2 separate regions of the Sus scrofa genome follow, and region 1 is linked to region 2. Evidence: chromatin contacts called from public HiChIP or PLAC-seq data. All regions are on one chromosome and are shown on one strand. Each heading gives the region's core, a stretch centred on a gene start, on an enhancer-like site or on the middle of the called end of the contact. The rest is flanking DNA. Distances are from core to core; before and after follow the strand shown. Region 1 holds the start of HPDL (4-hydroxyphenylpyruvate dioxygenase-like protein). Region 2 holds the start of NASP (nuclear autoantigenic sperm protein).

Region 1 (5,095 bases), core at 1,585-4,084, 210 kb after region 2:
TAGCCCCTCCCGCCTCACCTCTGAGGGACCCAGAATGCGGTCCAGTCTGCTTGGTCCTGACTCCCACTGCTGAGCTCCTAGGCAGCCCCGGGCAGATGGAGGAGGCAGGTGTCCCGCCCTGAGTGATCTGTCCTCCCTCAACCCCGGTACAAGGCAGCTGCAGGGAGCTCCTGCCAGGGGCTGACATCCAGCGCTCTGCCCAGGCCTCCGGTCAGCTCTGATTGGAGCTGCGGATTGCGAGTGTTTGGGCTCAGCCCCTCCTACCCGCAGTGGCTGCTCCCTAGGGAGAGGGGACGCACAGAGGAGGATTTGTTTTGTCTTAGACTCCTACCTCAATACATCATTTTAGGGATACATTACATAGGCAGTGAAACAACACAGAAAAACCAAGCATTTTTAATTACAACATCAGGGCCGTGGTCGAAATGGGATCAGAGGAGCACACAATACAGAGAAGGTTTCATAAGTATTGGTTATGTTCTATTTCCTAATTGTGTAATTCCCTTATTCCTGACATTTTGCATATATTAGATACAATGTGAGAAACATTTCATAGTTAAAAAAAAAAATCCCACCTCTTTGGACCTCACTGAGAGATCCAGCTACTGGCAGGTACCCGTGAGATGGAGGCTGCACCTGGCCCTAAAGACAAAACATCTCACTCCAGGTCTTCTCAGCTGCAGGCCCTGCGCTGGCCTTCCCAGGGTCCAGGACAAGCGGCTGCACCCAGCTTCTGCCCTTCTCAGGCTTCGCAGACCCTGGCAGCGTGCTCCTGCACAGACTGCCACAGGGCCCGGATGTTGCCCTGGCCAAAGCCTGTGGCCCCTTGCCTCTGAATCAGCTCCAGGAAGAAAGTGTCCTCTGCAAAAAGGGACTTGGTGAAGACCTGAAGCAGAAACTTGCCTTCATCTCCATCCAGCAGGACCCCGTGTCGGGCCAGCAGGCGAGGCTCGTGCCCTGCAGCCAGGATCTGCTTCTCCTTGCCCGGCTGCTGGTAGTAGGCCTCAGGAGGCGTCAGGAGCTGACCCCCGGCCCCTGCTACCCGCTCAGTGGCTTCCATGATGTTGGGCGTGTACAGCCCCACGTGCTGCAGTCCAGGTCCCCCATTCTGGGCTAGGAACTGCTCCACTTGGTCCCGACCACGGAGAGACCCAGGCAGGGACTCTGCCAGCACTAGGGTTGGGACGGCACTGCCAGTCGGAGCCTGCAGGGCGGTGAGCCTCAGACCACCGCGCCCAGACCCTGCTGCCACCTCCAGGCCCAGCTCTGGATCCTCACCTGGGCTCAGCGGCAGGTGGTGAAATCCTAGACAGTCGTGGAACCAGCGCATTATTTTGGGGGAGCTGCTGCGAGGGCAGGCCAAGGTCAGGTGGTCCACGTGGGTGACCCAGCCCGGGCCGGGTACAGAGGACACGGGCCGAAAGCCGGGGAGAAAGGGCCCGCAGAAGCCGGGGCGCTCCAGCAGCGTCAGGCTGAGGTTGCCGGCGGGCGAGCCGACCACGGCGTAGGTGGCGGCGCCCTGTGCATCCTGCACGGTCACCGGAGGCACCTGCACGTTGCAGCCCAGCGCGGCTAGCGCCCGAGCTGCAGCGCCCACGTCAGCCACGTCGAAGCACAGGTTGGTCGCACCGGGCACCGCGTGATGCGGGTCCAGGCTGTACAGCGGCTCCCCAGGCCCGGCGCCCTCGTTCACCAAAAAGACCGCGTCGCCGCTGCGCAGGGCCAGCTGCCGCCAGCCATCGGCTTCCCTCACCGCCAGGGGCCGGAAACCGAAGAAGCGCTGCAGATCCCGGGCGAGGGGCTGCCCCGCGGGCACGTGGAAGGCGACATGGCACAGACGGCGGACAGGCGCGGCCATGGCGGTCCGGTCGGCGTCCCTCCTGTCCTTCCCCTGGGGTCGCTCACGGGTCGTGGACTCCGCGATCCTCAGGTCCCCGGCTTGTCGTCGGAAGCCGGTGGGAGTCCGCTTTTGCTCGCAGAGTGCGTGCCTCGGTCTTTTTCCGGGAGAAGCCGCAGACAGACCCCTTGGGGCTCGCAGTTCCCCCTGTTGTGCCCCCCTCACTGGAGCTGCCTGGGGACCACCAGGGGGACCTGAGAACCACGCGGAGCAAGGGCTGGGACCCAGCAGGAGCGAGGGAGGGCGGAGCCAGTGACTCCGCCCTCCGCCCGCCCAGACTCCTGTCCCCGGCGAGGGGAGAAGGACTGCCCCTTCCCACGGCCTCTGGGCCGCAGCCTTGGGCCCTGACCTTCCCATGGCCTCTGGCTGAGCCACACTCTTGGCCCCTGAGCCACCCTTCCCCGGACCCTGGAGATCACAATAGCTGCCTTCACTGGGTGCCAGGCAGCGGGCTCCCACTTAGAGCGAAGGTTTCAGCCCTGGTTGGGAGAAGAGCCCACATTCTTCCCCTGTAAGCACGAATTCCTTAGCAATTTCATGTTTGAGCTTAAATTTTTTGGAGAATTTGCTTTTAAGTCCTAATGTCCTTTCCAACGTAAAAAATATTAAAATGTTTTGTTACAGATTTTCATTCCTTCCTATAATGGTCCAGAGAAATCGATGTTTATAGGAAGATGGGCCATTTATACAGCTACGACATGCTTCTCACCTTTCTCTTGGGAAGTCTCTCAGCTGCATTTTTCTCTTTCCTCAACCCCATTCTCCGTTTAACATCTTTTACCTCTTGTCCCAACAAGATTGGGAGAAAGAGGTGGTCGCTCGGGATCTGAACGGAGTAACTGCATGGGTGACCTTTCTCAGCCCCGACCCTATCAGGACTTAGAACAAGCCCTTCTTGGAGTTCCTGTTGTGGGGCAGCGGAAACGAATCCGGCTAGAATCCATGAAGTTTCCATCCCCGAGTTCCCGTCCTGGCGCAGTGGTTAACGAATCCGACTAGGAACGAGGATTCGGGTTCGATCCCTGGCCTTGCTCAGTGGGTTCAGGATCTGGCATTGCTGTGAGCTGGGGTGTAGGCTGCAGAAGCAGCTCAGATCCCGCGTTGCTGTGACTGTGGTGTAGGCTGGCAGCTACAGCTCCGATTAGACGCCTCACCTGGGAACCTCCATATGCCGCGAGAGCAGCGCTAGAAAAGGCAAAAAGACAAAAACAAACAAACAAACAAACAAACAAAAAAAACCACGACACCCAAGCCCTCCTTGCTCTTTGCAGCTTCCTGACTGTGTACCAGGCAGACACACTTTGCAGATCACCGGATGAGGAAGTTAGGAGCCTTCTGGAAAATCACCTGGTAGCACCTCAAGGATTTGGAAGGGCATTCCTGGAAGGGCATGTAGCATAAACAAAAGCTCAGCGAGGAATGTGAGCCAAACCCTCAGAGGCGCAACGGAGCATAAGGTTGGGGAGGCGGTAGGGACGGATGCAAAGGCACTGCAAATGAAAGTCCTCTGTCAGGCAGCCTGGGGTGATAACGACTGTTGAGTTTCACTGGCCAGAGGGGAAAAGGATGTGATGAGGGGACAGGGCTTAGAAGAAAAGACTCAGTACTCAGAAGCTGGTCAGTGAAAGACGCTTGGTGCTGCTCCACAGACCAGTGAATCCGAGAACATGGGCTCCAAAAGCCAGACAGACCTGAGTTTAAAATCCACTTCCAACACTTCCTAGCTGTATGACTTTGGGTAAGTTGCTTAACGTCTCTGAGCTTCAGTTTCTTCTGTTAAAAAAATGGGAATAATAATGGTACCTACTTCATAGGGTTGCTGTGATTAAATGAAATTGTGGTGCAGTCCGGAAAGAGATCCAGGTTTTAGCCTATGAACCTGGGCCTGCTGGTGGGGTCGGGGCATACAAAGGGCTGCGTCTCCCTAGGCCTGAGCCCTGGGAGGGGATTCTAAGAGAAGGGGCCCTGGGAATAGGGCTCTGAGAGGATTGGTTCAGAACAGGCTATGCTCAGAATTCCCTGGCTCAGTGGGTTGAGGATCTGGTTTTGTTACTGCTACGTTTCAGCTGTGGCTCGAGTTCAGTCCCTGGCCCTGGTAACTTCCGCATGCCGCAGGTGCCGCCAAAGAAAAGAAAAGGAAAAAAAGGTCTATGTTCTGCCCCAGTTATCATGATGAGGGCCCCAAAGGAGACGCGCTAGTGCTTCTAGGCCTTCGGTCCAGGAGAAGGAATTTCTACTCAAGGGCTCTGGGTACCGACAGAAGGAACAGACACAGCCCTCTGCACAGCACTTCCTACCTGGAGAGGATGGGTTTCTGGAGGCTGTGGCTGCTGTCTGAAAGAAAATGCTGATCTTGGCAGAGGCGTGTTGCCCTGCCAGGGCGTGGCTTTGGCCCAGGGCACACACTGGGCTCTCAAGAGGCTAGCTGGTAATAGAGGTCAACTAATTAAACCCCTAGCTTGGGAGCTTCTTGGGGAAGAGGTGTGTTTGCATTTCCAGAGCCCTAGAGCGGGGCCTCTGCAGGTGCTCTGAGGACCTGCTGATATCCCCCTCTCCGTGCCTGTCACTGTGAAGGAAGAAGAGTGCCACTTGGGTAAGACTAACAGGGCTTGGAGTTCCCATCGTGGCTCAGTGGTTAATGAATCCGACTAGAAACTATGAGGTCGAGGGTTCGATCCCTGGCCTCGCTCAGTGGGTTAAGGATCCAGCATTGACGTGAGCTGTGGTGTAGGCTGCAGACGCGGCTCAGATCCTGCATTGCTGTGTGGCTCTGGCGCAGGCCGGCGGCTACAACTCCGATTAGACTCCTAGCCTGGGAACCTCCATGTGCTGCAGGTGTGGCCCTAAAAAGCAAAAAAAAAAAAAAAAAAAAAAAAAGACTAACAGGACTCTGAGTCCCACCGACACTCATGTCCTCAGTGAGCTTTTGCTGTACTGATTTTGCTCTCTCTCCTGTGAATCTTCACTTGCTCGCCTTTAAGGAACATCCTCAGGTTTTTTTCATATTAAAAACAAAACCAAAAAGCTCTCCCTCTACACTGTTTATTTTTCCTTCTTTCTTTCTTTCTTTTTTTTTTTTTGCCATTTCTTGGGCCGCTCTTGTGCATATGGAGGTTCCCAGGCCAGGGGTCTGGCCTACACCACGGCCACAGCAACGCAGGATCTGAGCCACGTCTGCGACCTACATCACAGCTCACG
Region 2 (5,089 bases), core at 2,517-5,016:
CCCCTAGCCTGGGAACCTCCATATGCCGCGGGAGCGGCCCAAGAAATAGCAACAACAACAAAAGACAAAAAAGACAAAAGACAAAAAAAAAAATAAAAAAATAAATAAATAAAAACATACTTAGGAACTCTACAGACTGCCACCATTCACTTGCTATTAGTTAAAATCCTTGCCTCTTTTCTCTGCCCCCTCATGGGTTGTCACCTACACCCCAAAGGTAGTATTTGCCTACATAAGAACACAGACCACTTACAAACATGCCCCAAAGCACACCAGAGCTCATACCAAGGACCATTACATCTCGAATGAGAGCTAAGAATGCTGTTAGCTGTGGTGAATGGAGATGAGGAAAGAACAGTGGGAAAACATGAAACTTTTGAGTACTAATACCTCAGAAACAATAAATTAGAATTGGAGTACATAGAGCAAGAAAATTAGACATACCAGAGAACAAAGGAAGCTGTGGGAGGTAAGAAGGATTTCCTGGGAGTTTCCTGGTGGTTAAGCAGGTTAAGGATCTGGCATTGTCACTGCTATGACAATGAAAAGGAGGTAGAAGAAATGGAAGCAGCATCAAAGGAAAACAAAATTAAGGAGGGAATGTCTGATATAAGATGCAGCAAAAGGGTTAAGAACTAATTAGAAGCCTAAGAATGATGAAGACTAATTTAGCATTTAGACAACCATTACCTTTAGAAATGTTGTTTAAATAACACAAAAGGAGAGAAGCCAGATAAGATAGGCTGAACAAATATGAATATTCTCACACTTGTCCAATTAGTTTGTGATCTGATGACCAGGAACTGACATCTTATTCATCTTTGTACCTCTAAAACCTAATATATTAAAATATACATAATGTACAAGCAATCAGAAGGGAAAAAAAAATGGAACCCAGGAATGAAGACCCATTATCTAAAGAAATCTGTCTATGAAATAAAGAAGCAAAGACAACTGAATAAACATATATAACGCTTTCTGTGTTTTTCAAAGCATCCCTCTTCAGAGTTCCCGAAGTAGCTCAGCAGGTCCAACTAATCCAACTAATATCCGTGAGGATGCAGGTTCGATCCCTGGCCTTGCTGTGAGCTGTGGTGTAGGCCAGCAGCGGTAGCTCCAACTCAGCCCCCAGCCTGGGAACTTCCATATGCCACAGGGTTTGGCTGTAAAAAGAAAAATAAATTTTAAAAGTTATTTAATTAAAAAAAAAGTTTTAAGGTACACTTACAAATAAATACAAGCTCAACAACCTATGATATCAACCTATGATAGAATAATGAAGTGTGGTTATATTCATACAAAGGAACACTATACTGCAGGAAAAAAAATCACTAATATGTAATATGGCAAGTCTCATAATGTTGAGTGTAAGAGGCCAGATAGAACATACTGTACCTATGAAGTTCAAGAACAGACAAAACTAATCTGTAATGTTAAGTCAAAAAAGCTATTTTTTTTGTCTTTTTAGGGCCACACATGCAGCACACAGAAGCTTCCAGGCTAGGGGTCAAATGGGAGCTATAGATGCCAGCCTACACCAGTCACAGCAACTCAGCAGTGTCCACAACCCATACCACAGCTCACCGCTGAGCCATGACAGAAACTCCACAGGAGAGCTACCTTTGATAGGAGTGTGACTAAAATGGAGTTTCTAAGTTCCCTAGACCTGTTTTGTTTCCCTTTGTGAAAATTCACTCAACTTTACCATGTGCGCATTTTGTAATATGTCATATAAAAGGGACTCCTTTAATGTGTCAATAAAATGTACTCCTTAACCACACTACACTACACACTGTTTTCCTCATCTTGTCGTCGTCCCGCCCCCACTTTTTAGGGCTGCAGTGTGTCATATGGAAGCTCCTGGGGTAGGGGTCGAATTGGAGCCACAGCTGCAGGGCTACACCACAGCTCACACTGGATCCTTAACCCACTGAGCAAGACCAGGGATCAAACCCGCATCCTCGTAGATACTAGGCGGATTCTTAACCCGCTGAGCCATGATGGGAACTCCGTATACTTTCATCTTTTATAACAGAAACAAAAACCTTTTAAGAACTAGTTAGCTAATAAAGATAAGGACTGACTTAACAGTTATACAATCATGGATAACTTTTAGCAGCTTTGTTGAAATGGCATGAGGGGACAGAAACCCAATTGAAGCTTTTTCCTGATGACAAAACTGTAGCCCAATACTCAATACTTTGGCCATGAAAGTAATATCAAAACCAATTTTGAATTGAGGTTTATTTCTCATTCTATTTCACCTCTCTACTGCTTTAGAAGTTATACATACATGTTTTTATTCTTTTAATGCTAATATTGGAATTATAACGTGCATCAAGAGAGTCTAAACCCAATTTTCTTTACCCTCCCCCTCAAACATCTTAAAAGCTTTACCTCTTTATTGCCTCAGGAACTTACTTAACTGAGGAATGCTGCCTTTATTGTTCTCTTCAACTAGGTTTTCATGCAATTTCCTCTCAAGTAAGCTTTGGGGAGGGGGGATAAATAATGAGGGAATAAACAAAATACTGGGGTTTACTCCAGACTCTGCCACATAATAATGTGGATTCTTTTTCTTCGAATGAAACAGCCAGTTTTCTTTCACTGTTCGAAAAATACCTGTGTCTGAGTGTCACTGCGCTGCTTTCGCAGCACTCACGTCTTCTATCACCCCTCCAGTCCTTCCATTATACTTCGCCCATTCTCCTAGCAACCCGACACCGCTGCAAGCGAGGAGACCTCCACGCAGAGCTACGAGGTGCTTCGCTCCCCGATAAGGTCCCCCAGCAGCAGCCAAGCCCCTCGCCAGAACTCCCAACTCCCAAAGAGCCACAGAAAAGAAACAGTAACCAAGAACACGGCCACCTAAGGAGAAGAGGACAGAGCGACCCGGGAGACCGCGGGAACAGGCGTCCACGCGCCCCGCCGCGGAAGTCCGAGGGGCAGGGCGAGCCGCACGGCCCCAAACAATGGAGTTTTCCCGCCTCCTCCGGGGCCCGCCCCCCGCTCCGGGGCGGGCGGAGGGCGGCGAGCTCGCGAGCGCACGACCCCGCCCCCGGGAGGCCCCGCCCCCTCCGACCCACCGGCCCGGCCTCCCTCCTCGTGCAGGGTTTTTTTTTTTTCCCTTTTTTTTTTTGGCGCCAAATCTCCGTGGGTTGTTTTCCTGAGTTGTTTGAGGATCCTATCGGAGGCCCCGGAGTGGGGGGACACCAGGGCGTGAGGGCCCACTGCCACGCCGGGGCCCCGCCGAGAGCCCCGGGCCGGGGAAGGAAGGAGAGGGGCAGGCGATGGAAACTGCCGCCGCTGCCCCCGGCAAGATGGCGGCCGCAAAATGCGGGGCAGGGGGCGCCAGGCGACCGGTGTTCCTGCTGCGGAGCACGGTCCTCTGCAAGAGGTGGGCTGCTCCCGTGTCAGGGCCTCCCGGTGATAGCGACCGTGCCTCACGGGGAGGCACGTCCTCCCACCCTCCGGTCTGTCCCTCCCGCGGAGCCTCCGTCCACCACCCCCTCTCCGCGGACTGGCCAGTGCCTCAAGCTCTCTACCGTCCAGCTTACTTGTCGGCGGAAACCAGCTCCGTGGTGATGGCGGCAGTAGCGGTGGACTCTGCGGCCATCGTTACCCTGAGACGGTGGACCAGCGGACGGAACAGAGCCTGTGAGAAAAACAGGGAATTAGGAAAGCCTAGGACTTAACCGGGGACAGAAAATGGCAGATTGGAGACCCCGCGCGGCTGGGTCCTCTTATATACCGGGGCCTTCGCTCCGCCCATCCACTTCCGGACCCTCCCCCTCGAGTTTAAAGGGCCAGGACTCAGCCCCAATCCAGCCCAAGGACATACCCCGCCCTCACTGGTTCTGCAGTGTACCTTTCGTCCCTGTCCCGCCTTCCTCGAAAAAAGCTACTTCCTGCTTCTCTAGCAAGTCGCGTATAAAAAAGAACGAGAATCTTGGTACTATAGCTCCTGACTGGACCTCGGCCAGAGGCTTCCAGAGGAGGGGAAGCTGGTGCTGCTCTGCATATTTAGAGCGAGTCGTCGAGAGTCTCTTTCTAGCCTGGATTTTCAGGGAGGTAACTGAGACTTTCGGCCCGCCCTCTCAGTCGTAACGGATGGACACGCAGGAGCAGAGCACGGATACAGCAGCAACGGCTAGAACTGATCGGGTGAAGAGACGCGTGGTTCAGAGCCTCAGCAACAGCTGACGCGAGAAGAAGCTGTCCTAGGATTGGCCACTGCTGAAACTACCGCGCTGGATTCAAAGCTCAGGGCTGAGGCAGGACGCGGCGGGCTCCTCCCTCTGAACCCGCCCCCTTGGGCTGGCCCAATCCGCTGATGCCATCCTCTTAGGCCCTACCCAGACTCCAAATCTAACTAGCTCTTTTTGTATGTTCCTAGCTGCAGTTTATCTTTTTTTTTTTTTTTTTTTTTGTCCCTTATGTGCGAGGGTGCTGTACTTGGACACTTTAAAGCTATCAGCTGTCTTCCTTAATCTTAACAGCAACGCTGCTAGTGACAACGGTGTTATCAGACCCCTTTGGTAATAATAGAAACCAAGGTTCGGAGAAGGTGTGACTTGCTCAGAAAGTTGCAAGACAAGTCGTTTATGGAAAGTAATGTGATTCGTTTCCTGCAACTGGCTGAATGGAAGATACCTGGCAGGCTGAATTGATTGTACTTCCTCACACCTGGAGCGTCATGCATTGCCTTCCACCATGGCCTTGCCTACAGCGATTAGAACAGGAATTTCATTTCCATCCAGGTTCAGACATACTGGGAAAGATGGCTAGGGAGGATTTGAATCCCAGTCTGCCAAGACTCAGGCAGTTTGAAATCTTTGGGGATATGGAGCTAGACCTGCAAATGGCAAATTCCTGTAGCAAGTAAACGTGGGCTCTGTTTTTAGCTGGGTTACCTGAGCCCAGTCATGTAACCTTAGAAGACTGCATAAAATGAGGACAATATTAGTATCCACTCTTTAAGAATACTGTGAGACTTAGAGATAATGCTTGCTTCAACAATCAGCACTATGCCTGTGTCATGCTAACCATTTACTAAATGGCTACCATAGTCTGGTGACACAGTACTGGA

Evidence for each region. HiChIP or PLAC-seq counts read pairs in DNA pulled down with a chosen protein or histone mark.
Region 1: a contact with region 2 is called in an H3K27ac HiChIP or PLAC-seq map of skeletal muscle. The contact joins the promoter of HPDL here to the promoter of NASP in region 2. A contact is called at or near these places in 1 of 47 Hi-C or Micro-C datasets (epiblast stem cells) and 2 of 2 datasets of contacts at active chromatin or transcription factors (alveolar macrophages and skeletal muscle).

What each region holds. Positions count from the first base shown.
Region 1 is chr6:166,012,217-166,017,311 of Sscrofa11.1, forward strand. It overlaps HPDL (4-hydroxyphenylpyruvate dioxygenase-like protein), which reads right to left and starts at 2,835. Exons shown (of 1, transcript XM_003128048.4): 1 at 374-2,835. The coding sequence starts at 2,254. The coding sequence ends at 743.
Region 2 is chr6:165,801,212-165,806,300 of Sscrofa11.1, forward strand. NASP (nuclear autoantigenic sperm protein) reads right to left here and starts at 3,767. Exons shown (of 14, transcript XM_021096741.1): 1 at 3,558-3,767. The coding sequence starts at 3,616.